2 separate regions of the Zea mays genome follow, and region 1 is linked to region 2. Evidence: chromatin contacts called from public Hi-C data. All regions are on one chromosome and are shown on one strand. The core of a region is the stretch at or near the end of the contact, and the rest is flanking DNA. Distances in the headings are between cores, read along the strand shown.

The links. Hi-C and Micro-C count contacts between places; a contact is called where the count stands out from the background.
Region 1: a contact with region 2 is called in a Hi-C map of leaf, with 8 times the contacts expected there. The contact joins the promoter of LOC103650866 here to the promoter of LOC541932 in region 2. A contact is called at or near these places in 3 of 25 Hi-C or Micro-C datasets (ear, leaf and tassel).

The regions. Positions count from the first base shown.
Region 1 is chr3:169,282,276-169,285,343 of Zm-B73-REFERENCE-NAM-5.0, reverse strand. It overlaps LOC103650866 (proline transporter 1), which reads left to right and starts at 1,256. Exons shown (of 8, transcript XM_008676456.4): 1 at 1,256-1,687; 2 at 1,789-2,013; 3 at 2,148-2,242; 4 at 2,346-2,532; 5 at 2,790-2,917; 6 at 3,003-3,068. The coding sequence starts at 1,579.
Region 2 is chr3:169,101,287-169,104,394 of Zm-B73-REFERENCE-NAM-5.0, reverse strand. LOC541932 reads right to left here and starts at 1,698. Exons shown (of 8, transcript NM_001111595.1): 1 at 1,567-1,698; 2 at 472-542; 3 at 1-36. The coding sequence starts at 1,579.

The DNA.
Region 1 (3,068 bases), core at 7-2,506, 180 kb before region 2:
AACATAAACACATAATCGGTTGAGTCGTTGTAATAGTAGGAATCCGTCACTTTCTAGATCCTGAACCCTATGAATAACTTTATCTTTATCCACACGTAATCGTAATGATACTCAGATTCTCCACACAGCCAGATTCTCCCTACAGCCAGATTTTCAGAAAAGCTGGTCAGAAAAAAGCTGAACCAAACAGCCCCAATGGCTGGTGGGCCAACACGCTTATCAGTAGCTCAATAGTCGACTCAGGATAGCGGTAGCCAGGTTGCCGAGTAGACTGAGCCCAGCAGATTACCCAAAATTTACTCATATGTATTGTTTTGCGTAGCAAACTATAAATAAATCAATAAAATACGAGTCATACGAGTCCCTGCTATCCTATCGGCACCGACTGAGATGCTAGATGAGATGCTGGATCCTATCGGCACCGACTGCCATGTCCGTCATACGAGTCCCTGCTATCTGTCAGCTCTCTAAGTTCACTCTCGGTCGTTTAGACTTTCCGCAGCGCATGCCGCTCTACCTCCCTCTCCCCTTGCATGTCGGCTACAGGAGACCCCCTACGCCCGCATTGTTTGCCTCTACACAGCCCCCTAGCGAGCGGAGTTCTTCTCTCTCCCTCCAGTTCTGGCATGTCACTGTTCACGCGCCCTAACACTGTTTGGTACTGCGGCTGTGGGCCCGCGATGAATTGTTAGTAGATGAAAAGTTGATAGTGGATAAAAAGTAGGTATATAAAATGATATTTTATGGTTGTGGTGGGGTATAGCCTATAGGGGAAGTGTTTAGGGGGAACCGCTGCGGGAGATAAAAGTAGGGGATGAAATGTTGATGATGTGATACCAAAAGTGATATATGGGGAAAATTTTAAAGGGAACCACTACGGATAGTATTAAGGCTGACATATTGCTATTTTTTAATCGCTATATTCCCAATTAACCAATAAAATAATAATTTTGATAAAATCCGCCATCTCACGCAACCATTTTTTTCTGCCACCCAGCTAACGGACACAGAAAAGAAGGAGATGGCCGACGCGCGCAGATGGGAGAGACAGAGAGCAAGTTGGAACCGAGGACTACGACACAGTCACACTACGTTCTCCTACGTAACAGCAGCACGACGTTATAGCACTGAATCCGATGACGCGCCGGCCGGCCTGCCTGCAGTGGGGCTGTGGGGGTCGAGACCGACCGGAGAAGAGAAGGAAATCGCAACCGCTACACTAGCCCTTGTTTGGCTCTTCGCTATGTCGTATATGCGAGCGAGCTCTAGTGCCTCAACTTTCGAAACCAAAGGCGAATTGCCCTATCGGCTTTATCTTTTCTTTTCTATCTTGGACAGCCAGCTTTCAGTGGAAATAGACCCTTTGTTTCTTCTCTCTCTTTTTTTTTACCCTTGGTGTTCTATAGTAGTCTATACCCGTGAACGAATTAATGGGCAATCGTGGCTTTTCGCTTCTTCGTGCGTTGCCTGCCTATATATGCAGCGTGATGGGGGGCATGTCCCTCCGGCCTGGGCCGTTACTAGCTTAGCTCATATACGTACGTACGCAGGAAGGCTGCAAGAGAGAGGAGCAATATAATGGCTGGTTCTTCGATGGACACTGAAGCTGCAGGCAAGGAGCTCAAGCAGGGCAGCGGCGGCGGCGGCGGCTACACCATGCCGGCTACTGCTCATGCGGTGGACACAGGTATGTATGAAGCGAACGAAACATGCATGCTAGGCTAGCTGTTGTGATTTTTCTTCAACTATGGTTGTCATGTTGTCGCCTCTGCATGCATGCGCGCGCAGACTCGTGGCAGCAGGTGGGGCTGCTCCTGGTGATCGGCTTCAACTGCGCCTACGTGCTCAGCTTCTCCAACCTCATGATGGTGCCCCTGGGCTGGGCGTGGGGCGTCGCCTGCCTGCTGCTCGTCGGCGCCGCCGCGTGGTACGCCAACTGGCTCCTCGCCGGCCTCCACTTCGTCGACGGCCAGAGGTTCATCCGCTACAGGGACCTCATGGGCTTCATATTCGGTAAGCACGCATTAGCTTCGCTTAGCTAACTAAAACGTACGACACCTTTCATTTGGAAAGAGGGAGTGCCACCTCATACAGTATGTGTTTGTCTTCTTTTTTTATATATACGCTTTAATTTGTTTGTTCTCAAGGGAGGAACATGTACTACATCACCTGGTTCCTGCAGTTCGCAACTCTACTTCTGTGCAACATGGGCTTCATTTTGCTAGGAGCAAGAGCGCTCAAGGTAAACAAAAAACTGTATCTGACCAGTGGTGGAGACTCCTAGTAGTATATATATAGCAGTAAATTAGTAATACGTACTCGTGGTTATTGTTATTATTAACCAGGCAATCAACACGGAGTTTACCCACACCCCAGCCAGGCTGCAGTGGTTCATCACGGCCACGGGAATCGTTTACTTCGCCTTCGCCTACTTCGTGCCGACGATTTCTGCCATGAGGAACTGGCTCGCCACGTCGGCGGCGCTGACGTTAGCTTACGACGTCGCTCTGCTGGCTATCTTGATCAGAGATGGTGACACGGCTTCTCTCTCGCTCTCTCTCTCTCTCTCTCTCTCTCTCTCTCTCTCTCTCTCTCTCTCTCTCTCTCTCTCTCTCTCTCTCTCTCTCTCTCTCTCTCTCTCTCTCTCTCTCTCTCTCTCTCTCTCTCTCTCTCTCTCTCTCTCTCTCTCTCTCTCTCTCTCTCTCTCTCTCTCTCTCTCCTCTGCTGTTTTGGATCTCATTCTGCAATCTGCATGCGCTTGAATCTGCTGTCCTTTCGTTTCTCGTTAGGGAAATCGAACAAGCAGAAGGACTATGACGTCCATGCCGGATCCCAAGCCGAGAAGGTGTTCAACGCGTTGGGCGCCGTCGCTGCCATCCTCGTCTGCAACACGTCCGGGCTGCTCCCGGAGATACAGGTCCGTACACGATCGAGCTCGCCGGCGGGCGACGTGGACTCGCGACGCTCTTAATTGGTTGTTAACTAGTTTCGCCGTTTTTCAGTCGACGGTGCGGGAGCCGGCGGTTCGCGGCATGAGGCGGGCGCTGCTGCTGCAGTACACCGCCGGC
Region 2 (3,108 bases), core at 449-2,948:
ATTCTCACTCGCTTTCTTTGATTCCCCCAGTGCAGCCTAAAAATAGATGAAAAACAACAATTCAGACAAGGACTAAAAAAGCTCATAAAAATTACAATTAGAATGTATAATCAAATCAGCCGAAGGACCTAAAAAATCTATATAACATTTACAATTACAATGTAAAATCAAATCAGTCAAGGGACCTAAAAAAGATATATATATATATATATAGGAACAATTGGATCTATACCATTAAAAGATCCAAACTTTAGATATATACCATAGACCCCACATGTCATTGACTCATGTGGACCCACATGTAAGTGAGATAGTAATGGTATGGATCTAAAGTGGTGATCTTTTAATGGTATGGATCCAAATTTCCCATATATATATATATATATATATATATATATATATATATATATATATATATATATATATATATATATATATATATATATATATATCAGGGTAAAGTGCATAAACCTGTGAAAGGTGGATAACCAAGCCATCACCAACTTTGCAAGAAACCGTGGCTCCTGGCTTCACTTCTTGACCTGTATGATTATAAAAATCAATTCGGTAACTTAGTATTGCAAGCGAAGAAACAAAAAAAAACGAAAAAAAAACCACTTGATGCACTTTCTACCAAATCAAAAAATACAATTGTAAATAGGTCAGTTATGCCACAAATACAGCTTATGGTAGTTTTACATCAACAAAGAGGCATAACAAAATGCACCATACTGGTGGACAACCACAGAAATCTGACCATAGATGTCACACATACCAAACAGATTAGCCAAGTATGAATATAGTGACTAAGTAACATGTGACATATCCAACCAAGTCATTATATAGCCTTAGCAGTACCCACGTTGGCGTACCATAAATGTACATACATGTATCCACAGAATATAATCATTCTCGAGAGGGCAAAAATAGAACTTCCATGACAACTGCCAAAGGAGACAACAGACTCGTAAATATCCTAGACCGAAATTCTTGGAACAAATGTAGAAAGTGACATCCAAACACAACACACTACTTTTCAACATGAGTGTGGCAACGACTACTGTACAATCATATCTTATGTGCAAGCATGCGAACGAGCCTTCTGATCCAACCGTATGTCAAGTTTAACACTTAACCACTTCCACCACCAGCTCACGTAAATTTATTAAAAAAACTAACAAATCACAATTATATCTACGGTTCTCGCTTGCAATTAAAAAAGGACAGTACTTGTATGATAGATGCCTACTGCCAACCCAACGAGCTGAATCTAACTCCATCGCGACGACCTCAGTTGAATTCCAAAAGTAGCATAAAGCATATATAAATTGGCATCGGGACCTGGTATCACAGAACAAAAACAATCGGAGACTACTAACGGTACACGGGACACGGAGGCGTCTAGAAACGAAAAACCACCTGGAACGCGTAACACGCGATAACAATCGATCGGTCCCTCCCGCACTCACCAGAGGGGAGCAGTGGTTGAGAAACCGAGCCGCAAACCGCACTGAGCAGACAAAGATAGTAGCGATGGAAAAAGAGGGACGAAGTGCAAGTGGTTACCCCCGACCTCCATTGCGCCGACGGGGAAGTGGACGCACAGAACCCTAGTCGCGTGAGAGTCGGAGCTGGAGCGGGAGACGCCTCGGCAACCGGTGCGGGGTTTAGCGGCGGGGTCGAATTCGGAGAGGGAACAACAGGGAATACGGATACCATCTGATTCGTGAGAAATTTGGATTAACAGGGAATACATATACCATCAGATTCGTGACAAATTTGGATTTCTTCCGACTTAGAATTCGCTCAAATATCATTATGTAAACATGCTGCTTACAGACAAAATGCTATTTAAAGGATTATTTAAAACATAAAACTATTTAATTTTGATGTCAGTTTTTCATTGGACACTTTTGCCCCTGACAAAAAAAACACCTCGCTCTTTACCTGTGGGCAGGGCGGCCCTTGGGGTGGGCAGAGTTGGCGGCCGCTCAGGCCCCCGAAGTTACGGGCCCCTTAAATATGTATTAAATATAAGTATATAATGTGTGTTATGAATATTTAGTAATTGGTCTTGATCAAACATTATTCAATAGTCTGTTCGCTAGATGTAGCTGGTTGGAAATTTAAGAAACAAATCGATGAGTCTATTGCAGTCATAGAGAAAACAAATCATCGCAGACTCCTAACACGACGTGGTGACACCCTGAGTGCGTGTTCGATAGATGACTATAGTCGTAGCGTATAGTGTACTAATTCTTATATTATATGTTATATGTGTGTATTTTTCAATCTCATGAACTAATGATTGTTCATTGATATATTCTATATGGGATTTTAAAGTCAAAATTTTTATCCCAAACTCTTATTTATTTCGGCACCAAGATAAGAGATTTTTGAATGGAGTATTGTCTGCTACATGAATTTTCAAGAATATCTTAGAGGTGAATTGTTATCCTAATGTCTCTATTGCCTATCGAATCTTAGCCGTAATTTTTTTTGAAAACTAGAATTATTGAAAAACTATTTATGACCAACAATCATGTTTTAAAAAACTTTATATATAAATACATATTAGATATATAATATAGAGAGATAATAGGGGCCTCTAAATTAGTTTTCGCCTAAGGCCCCTAAAATGCTAGGACCGGCCCTGCATGTGGGCGCCTCTCTCTTCTCATCCTCATTTCGCGCTTGAACTGAGAGGCGGCGTCACTCAACATCCCTCGCAGTGCGATGGCGGCGCTTGGACCTCAACTTGCACCGACGACGAGCCGGCTCACCTCAGCATTCCGCCGGCAGTACTGGATGGAGTCTCGAACTGGCGCAAAAGCAAAGAAACACTAAAAGGCCCGGACTTTCGGTCTTCAAGACATTCCACCGGCGGAACTGGTGCAAAAGCAGGGTTTAGTGTAAAAAAACGGGACAGACACTAAATGAGCCGGTCCGGACCAGCCCGTCGGGCTTAGATCATTGTTCGTTCTTGGCCCGCTTATTTAGGCTCGGTCGGGCTAATTCCAAGCCAAAAAATCGTGCTTTGGACCAGGCTTCGGGACAATTATACATCTATAGTTCGGGCCCATCGCTTTGCATGTACAAATGCTCTAA